2 separate regions of the Mus musculus genome follow, and region 1 is linked to region 2. Evidence: chromatin contacts called from public HiChIP or PLAC-seq data. All regions are on one chromosome and are shown on one strand. The core of a region is the stretch at or near the end of the contact, and the rest is flanking DNA. Distances in the headings are between cores, read along the strand shown.

Region 1 (4,208 bases), core at 1,428-3,927, 280 kb before region 2:
TCAGCCCCCTTCCTCCTCCCTTTTTTTTGAGCCAGAGACTCAAGTACCACAGGCTAGCCTTGACCCCTTTATAGTGGAAGACGACCTTGGACTTCTGGTGCTAGGATCACATGCATGAACCACTACGTCTGGCTTACATGGTGTGGCCAGGGGGGTGCGGGGGGCGGCAGGGTTTTGTGCACGATAAGCAAGTGCTCTACCAACAGAGCCACGTCCCAGGTGCCACCAGCATCCTTCTGAGTGTCCTCTGGGAGGGAACTCCATCAGTCCCTAAATGAGTCATTATGGCCTATTTTATTCTCTGGGGAACTACATACTTCCCTGTTTCAAATGCAAACACATCTAGAGAGAACCCCTCCTTTGGCACACAGATCTTTCAGGGGCTCCCTCAGGATCACGCCCACCTATGTTCTTCCCCCTTGCTTTCATCTCTGTATCTCTCCCGATACATCAAGGGAAGGTGGGCGCCAGAGAGTAATTCAGAGCAGGGACTCAGATGCTGAAACTGGGCCTTTTCAGGGATGCCTATGGCCTTCACACAATTACCAGGGGACAAAGCCATCCTGCAGAGCAGGGTCCCTGTTCCCCAGGTTCAGCCCTCACAGGACAGTTTTGCTGTGCAGCATTTACCAGTCCTTTGTAGGCCAGAGAAACCCACACTGCCAGAGCCAGGCATGTGCAGGGAGATAGCCAGGGTGACAGCGCTGGGTAGGCATCCCCTCGAGAAAGACAGACAGGGAAACGGAGGCCAGACAGGTACCGAGCCTCCAAACCCGATGAGAAAGAATGTCCCTGCGTCCATGCTGCAGATGTGGAGACTGAGGCAGAAAGGATGGGAACCTGAAAGTGGGGCAGGTAGGGGCAGCTGACATCCAAACCTCCATGCTAAGCTGTCTTTCCTCTTGATGTCAAGGACAGAGAGACCCAGAGAGCTGAGGTGATTGTCCTGGTCACAGGGCCTGGTGTAGGAAGAAGGACCGAGGTGGCCCATTCCAGACATAGAAAATGGAGTTCCTTGGCCTCAGGGCCTGCAGCCAGGGAGAGGGGGTTGGGTGAGAGGGTGCTGAGTCTCAGGTTTTTCTCCTGTACATTTGGTTTCAGCTTCTGCATTTCTAAGCACTCAGGCCTGTGCCTGTTTCCTCTCTAGCCCTCAGTTTCAGATCAGCTAGGCACCAAGGGCTCCACAGAGAGACGCCTGCATGGTCCCCTTGCTCAGAGCCTGACTCTCACACTCCTGACCACGCTTCTAGTGACCCACTCCTCTGTATGGCTACTCTACCTGCAAGGTGCAGCCAGACACCACTCAGTAGCCCAAGGGCTGGCATCTACATGAGCCTACGCCCCCTCCAGCATGAGTGTGGTGGGCCAAGAGGGCGGTGGGAATGAGCTGTCCCAGGTGCTGAATAGGATGCACTCAGCCAAGCTCCTGGAGAGGCAGAGTCAGGCTGCTCACCCAGGAAGTGAAACTTCTGCAGGGGTGAATGTGGGCTTCCACGTGGAGGCCCCAGGCACCTCCTGTGCATGGCCTGCAGGCCCACAACACAGCGTGGAGGCCTTCCCAGGGCATCTAAAGCCTGTGGCCTGGTGTCTCAGAAGGACGGAACTTTGTATCACAAGTAGAAATCTACCCCTGCATCCTCCACAGAACTCTAGGCACTAAGCTTTGTTCTTGTGGCTCCCGAGGGCTGGGGACTCTGGTGGCAGACTCCTTATCTTCATGTAAGAGTGCTGCTTTACCCAGCATCTAGCTGCTGAAGGCATGGGGACTCACTGTGGTGTACCCGGGTTCTGGAACCCTCTACAACAATCCAGGGCTCAGCCCCTCCCTCCACCTGCCCCTCCTCCCCTCGTCTCTCAGGTCCCCACAGCTTCCCCCTAAGCCTCCTGAGGCCAACCTCTATCTGCTTCCAGAGGACCAAAGGCACTCCCAAACCACAGGCCTGCAAAGCGGTTTCATGTCTCACACTCACGCCCCTCCAAGGCCACTCAGGACCCCTCCCACTCCTGGCTTTGTCTTTTCCCTTCAGACACAAGTGCCAGCACAGCCCCAAAATTCAAAGAAGCTAGTTCCTGTGTCCCCTCTTCTGTTCTCCCTATGATGGGAACCAAACAAGTCACACCCTAGGGCCATCAGAGTAAGCCCTGAGGTATAGAAAGGAACTTAGGAGAGAGGCCTGGTGAGCATGGCTCTGCTTTGTCCCAGTCAGCCACATTCCATCTGTGTCCCGCCTTCCTGTTCCCATTTGTGTCCTGGTGTGAGTGGGATGTGTGTGTGCATGGATTGGAGATCTCCCATGCTCACCCTGTCCAGCTTACTACCACAAGAGCAGTGGTTGCCTGTACTGCCAGGCACCCAGGATGGAGGGACCCCAGGTGCTGCCCCAAAGTACCAGATCAGATAGAAGGGCTCGACCCCTCCCCCACCATCTGTACCTGTTGTTCTCAAACACAGCCACCAGGTTGCACACTGAGTCCTGCTTCTCACAGGCTCGCTCCATCCTGCTAGCCTGCAAGGTGGTCCTCAGTTACCCCAGAAGCAGGGAGGGAGGCAATAGGCTGGTGCCCTCAGCACTCCCTGGCCAGCGGGTGAAGCAGGTCTACCACAGCCTGGAATCTGCCCATCGCTTCTGACTGCCTTGGGGCAGTTCCTATCTTCAGAGTGAAAAAAGAGGAAGTGGTCCCAGTAGCTTGGAAGAGAGGCCAGCACTCCCTACTGTGGGAGGAGCCTGTCAAACTCTCCTTGCTGTGGGAGGAGCCTGTGAAGTACTGCCCGGCCCTCTTGGCATCTGACCTTTACCTCTCAGATACTTCTACCCAGTCCTGTTAGAGAAGGCACGGGCTGTGGCAACAGTGGTCACAGGACGTTTCTGGAGCCGGATCCTGGGATGAGCAGCTTCCTGGATATCCAATTCTCTGCATGGGGGGAAAGGGGACGGCTCAGGGATGTTTTACTTAGTACCATTCTCAGCATCTTCCTTGCATCTGGCGCTGTGCACTGCTGATGGAAAAACAGCTTTTAAATTAAAATGGACCACAGGGTTGGGGATGTAGCTCAGCTGATAGAGAATGCTTGCTTGGCATGCGGGAAGCCCAGGGCTTTATCCTCAGCACTGTAGAACTGGGTATCATGGCACATGCCCATGGCACCCACTTGAGAGGAGAAGTCCAAGTTCTTCCTTGACAACGTAATGAGTATAAGACCAGATTCGGCTACGTGAGACCTGTCTCAAAAAAAAAAATGGGGTCGGATGGGGTGGGCTTTGAGATGGTTCAGGGGTAAGAGTACTTGTAGCCAAGCCTGGCAGCTTGAGTCTAACCCTGGAGCCCCACATGGTGGAAAAAAAATAGACTTTTCCTTTCTTTTTATTTACTTTTATTTTTTATGTGTATGAGTGTTTGGCCTGTGTGAGTCTATTATACCACATTCGTGCCTGGTACCCACAATGGTCAGAAGAGGGTGTTGTGGGAATGGGACCTAGGTCCTTTCTAAGTTCTCTTAACCTCTGAACCAATTCTCCACCCAAAATGCAGACTCTTTCAGGTTGCCTCTGGGCTCCAACCCACACACACTGTATCTCTTGTACTCCTACCCTAAAAAAAACATCTAAAGCTGAACTGGTGGTGGCACACACCTTTAGTCCCAGCACTCGGGAGGCAGAGGCAGGCAGATCTCTGAGTTTGATGCCCACTTGGTCTACAGAGTAACTTTTTTTTTTTTTTTCAAGACAGGGTTTCTCTGTAGCCCTGACTGCTCTGGAACTCACTTTGTAGACCAGGCTGGCCTCGAACTCAGAAATCCACCTGTCTCTGCCTCCCAAGTGCTGGGATTAAAGGCGAGCGCCACCACGCCCAGCTCCAGAGTAACTTTTAAGACAGCTGGGGCTACACAGAGAAACCCTGTCCGGAAAAAAAAAAAAAAAGAAAAATAGGGCAAACAAAACAAAAAACCCCACAGACTGTGAGGATATGCAGGAAGGGGTCCTGTGGTCCCCAACACCTCTTTGGATGCTTTTGTCTTAATGATGTTGATATTTCTCTAGTGGCCCGGGTTGGAGAGCCCCTATGGGTTAGAGCTAACAAGTCTCCTCTCTTTCACTCCCATAGCTGTGTTACACAGTGTGCTCCCTTATCAGAAATGGAGGCCAATGGAAGTCAAGACACCTGACTGAGGTCACCCAGGAAGAACAGGGGAAGAACTGCCATTTCTG
Region 2 (4,000 bases), core at 1,017-3,516:
ACCCACGTTCCATACACTGGGTGCTGAGGAGGCATAGGCCTGTGATCCACGCGCTCGGGACGGGAAACCAGGAAAATGAGGGGTTCAAGGTCATCTTTGACTCTCTAGGTGTGCTCGGCCAGCCTGGGCTATGGAGACCTTATCTTTAAAACAAACAGGGGCCAGATGGCTTAGAAGTTAAGGGTCCCTGCCACCTGTCAGGGCCAAAGGAAACTCCAGCTCCCTGGACTCTGGCTGCTAGGCAAAAGCCAGCATTCCTTAGTCACCTGTGAAGCCAGTTTCCCATTTCAAAGGAACCATTTCCCTTATCGCTGGCAGAAGTGATAAATGGCTATCTGTGATGCCTGTTAGCATACCAAAGGCCATGCTGGTCTCCAGGCTCCGTATCACTGGTTCGGGTTGCAAGGAGTTTCTCACCTCCTCCCCTAAACTCCCTCCCCTCAGCTACTCCTTTGTCCTGTAACCATTTCAGCCCTGCTCCCTCTTGTCCCCGCCCTTTTTCTGTCTTCCTCCTCCCCCTTCTCGCTCTCCATCTATGTCCTGCCCCCTTCTGCTTCTCTCTGACCAGATCTAGTCCGCTAGCCATCCTCTCTCCTTCTCCTCCCTCTCCCACTTCTCCCCCTCCCTCTTCCCTCCCCCTCCCTCTCCTTTTCCCTTCCTCCCTCCCTCTGCTCTGGACTCTTCGAAATGCCGGCTCTCTCCCTCATATCTACAATTTAAAAAAAAAAAATCTCAGGCTGGAGAGACAGCTCAGTGGTTAAGAGCACTGACTGCTCTTCCAGGGGTCCTAAGTTCAATTCCCAGCAACCACATAGTGGCTGTCAACCATTTATAATGCGTTCTGATGCTCTTCTGACATGCAAGTGTACATGCAGATAGAACACCATACACATAAAAATAAATAAATAAATTTTTAAAAGAAGAAAATAGAGACCAGGACAGTGGGCATCTCTGGGGAGAGGAGCTGGTCTCCTGTACTGTCTACTCCCAGGATGGCACAAATGAAGTACACACACATACATTCAGGCAAAACACCTATACAAATCAAAACAAATAAATATAAAAAATTAATATTCTTTTATTCTATTTTTTTTATTCTTTTTCTTTTTTTTTTTTGGTTTTTTGAGACAGGGTTTTTCTGTAGCCCTGGCTGTCCTGGAACTCACTCTGTAGACCAGGCTGGCCTCGAACTCAGAAATCCGCCTGCCTCTGCCTCCCGAGTGCTGGGATTAAAGGCGTGCGCCACCACGCCCGGCTCTATTCTATTTTTTAAAAAGATTTAGTTATTTATTATATGTAAGTACACTGTAGCTGTCTTCAGACACCCCAGAAATAGGTATCAGATCCTATTATGGATGGTTCAGAGCTACTACGTGGTTGCTGGGATTCGAACTCAGTACCTCTGGAAGAGCAGTCAGTGCTCTTAACCGCTGAGCTGTCTCTCCAGCCCTATCCTATCTTTTAACTGCATTATTTCTTGTGTGTCGACATACACTGGAACAAGACAACATTAGGGAAGGTCAAAGGACAACATTCAGGCTCAGTTCTCTCCTTCTACCATCCAGGTTCTGAGGCTCAAACAGGGCTTGCCAACCTTGGCGGCAAGCTCCTGAGTCCACTGAACCATCTCACCAGCCCTTAGGATCTTTACGTGACAATGAACACAATTAAAAACTATACTTCGCTGGGCAGTGGTGGCGCACGCCTTTAATCCCAGCACTTGGGAGGCAGAGGCAGGCAGATTTCTGAGTTCTAGGCCAGCCTGGTCTACAAAGTGAGTTCCAGGACAGCCAGTATACAGAGAAACCCTGTCTCAAAAAACCAAGGGGAAAAGCAAAACAAAACAAAACACTATACTTCACAGCCAGATATGATGGGGCAAGGCTTCAGTCCCAGCACTTGGGTGATGGAGACAGAAAGGTCCCAAGATCAAGGGCATCCTCCTCTACCTAGCAAGTTTGAGGCCATCCGTGGCAACAGGAGACTGTCTCAAAAAAAGTAAAAGAAGATTGGCTAACCCCATGAGCACATGGTGACCTGAAAATGTCTCCTGTTGATTAAAAGCCCTCTCTCCATCCTCAATGCCTGATTTAATCTCCCAGAACAGAGCGCCCCCCGGCCCCCATGTGGCCTCCAGTTCTTCCCCGGACTCTTCCACCTGCAGCACAGAGAGAAAGAACTCAGAATAGAAGTTGTTACTGTGCAGGGATGGGGGGAGGGGGGAGAGGCGGAGACTTGGGCAGCCGGCAGGCTTAGCTTCCCCTGGCAGTCTGACCCACACTCCCCACGCCCAGGACCAAGTCGCCTGAGCCCCATAGCCACAACTCTCTGCCGGCCTTGCCCGGGCTTGCCTTCGGTTGCATCATCTCCCAGCTTTGCCAGGGGTGCAGAAGTGAACCACCCACTCAGCGCTGGAAAAACCAGCTAATTATATCTCCAAAGACCCAGGGCAAGAACTTGTGGACAACCTCAGCTGGCCTGGCCTGTCCCACTCGCTTTCCGTGAGTGTCCTCGACTTATTTCTTTCTTTCTTTCTTTCTTTTTTTTTTTTTTTCCTCTCTCAAAATAATAACAATGACAGCTAGCACTGGGGAGCGAGGACATAGCCTTTTATTCCCACACTCCGCACAGGGAGTTTAGACCTGAAGATCCAGAGTTCAAAGTCATCCGCAGCTACATGGGAAGTTTTGAGGCCAGCCTGGACTACGTGACGATAAAGAAAGGAGTCGGGGTCGTAGCTCAGTTGGTAGAGAGCTTGACTAGCGTACAGGAAATCCCGGGTTCCATTCTAAGCACTACAAAAACCGGGCTTGGTAGGTTATCCCTGAACTCCAGAGGTGGGGGCTGGATGCCCAGATAGCGGCATACTAAGTTTCAGCCCTCCGCCTGAGTTATGCGAGACCCTGTGTGGGAAAAAAAAAAAAAATCAAACTGAACAATGGCAAGCTACATAAAAACAAAACAAAAACAAATTGTCCTCGGGCTGTGCGGCTTTCTGCAAGAAGAGCCCCGCCTCCGCCACGGCCCCTCCAGGTTTTAGGAAACCTCAGCCAAGAGCTTGCCAACCGACCTCCCACTCCACCCCACCCCCACTCAGGGCTGTTAGCCTGAGCCGCTCCAAGCCTGGACCCACTGCAGTCAGCAGGATTGAGAAGACAAACACTGCTTTGACACCATCAATAGCAGCTGCTCGCTCCGCTCATTTCTTTTTCCAAATATCTTTAAAAATTCTATTTGTAGTATAGTCCAAAGTGCAGTTTCATTTTTCCATAATTTCCTGTATTTATTTTGTTGAGTCCGTAATACATTCCCAGGAATAACAGTCAAAAGATGAAAAAGGATGTTGGTTAAAAACAAAAACAAAAGTCTTTCCGGACCCCAGACAAACCCCCACCCTCCAGCCACCATTTCCTTCCCAGAGGTAGTAGCGGCACACATAACCTGTGTCTACTTCCAGAGAGAGCCCTCTGGTTGAAACAGTTGACCAGCAGATGGCCTATAGAATCCAGAACTTTTCCATGCTGGATGCACCATGGACTTCTTTTCTTCTTCTTCTTCTTCTTCTTCTTCTTCTTCTTCTTCTTCTTCTTCTTCTTCTTCCTTCTCCTTCTCCTTCTCCTTCTCCTTCTCCTTCTCCTTCTCCTTCTCCTTCTCCTTCTCCTTCTCCTTCTCCTTCTCCTTCTCCTTCTCCTTCTCCTTCTCCTTCTCCTTCTCCTTCTCCTTCTCCTTCTCCTCCTCCTCCTCCTCCTCCTCCTCCTCCTCCTCCTCCTCCTCCTCTTCCTTTTCCTTCTCCTACCCCTACCCCTACCCCTCCTCCTCCTTCTTCATTATCATCAATTCATTAGGGAAATAGGTGTACCATAGCAAGCTTGTGTGCCGGTCAGAGGACAACTAACCAGAATGGTCTCTACTCCATCCAGGGATCAAACTCAGCCCCGCAGGCTTAGCAGCAAGCACTTTTACTTGCTAAGCTAACTTGCTGGTTCCCACAAAAGCTATT

What was found. HiChIP or PLAC-seq counts read pairs in DNA pulled down with a chosen protein or histone mark.
Region 1: an H3K27ac HiChIP or PLAC-seq map of epiblast stem cells shows a contact between it and region 2. The contact joins the promoter of Fgd2 here to the promoter of Trp53cor1 in region 2. A contact is called at or near these places in 2 of 39 promoter capture datasets (frontonasal cranial neural crest and hippocampal neurons), 1 of 484 Hi-C or Micro-C datasets (neural progenitor cells), 1 of 115 datasets of contacts at active chromatin or transcription factors (epiblast stem cells) and 3 of 9 other capture datasets (adipose tissue, liver and pancreatic islet).

The regions. Positions count from the first base shown.
Region 1 is chr17:29,359,383-29,363,590 of GRCm38.p6, reverse strand. It overlaps Fgd2 (FYVE, RhoGEF and PH domain containing 2), which reads right to left and starts at 2,677. Exons shown (of 16, transcript NM_013710.4): 1 at 2,434-2,677. The coding sequence starts at 2,498.
Region 2 is chr17:29,077,392-29,081,391 of GRCm38.p6, reverse strand. Trp53cor1 (tumor protein p53 pathway corepressor 1) reads left to right here and starts at 2,266. Exons shown (of 2, transcript NR_036469.2): 1 at 2,266-2,501.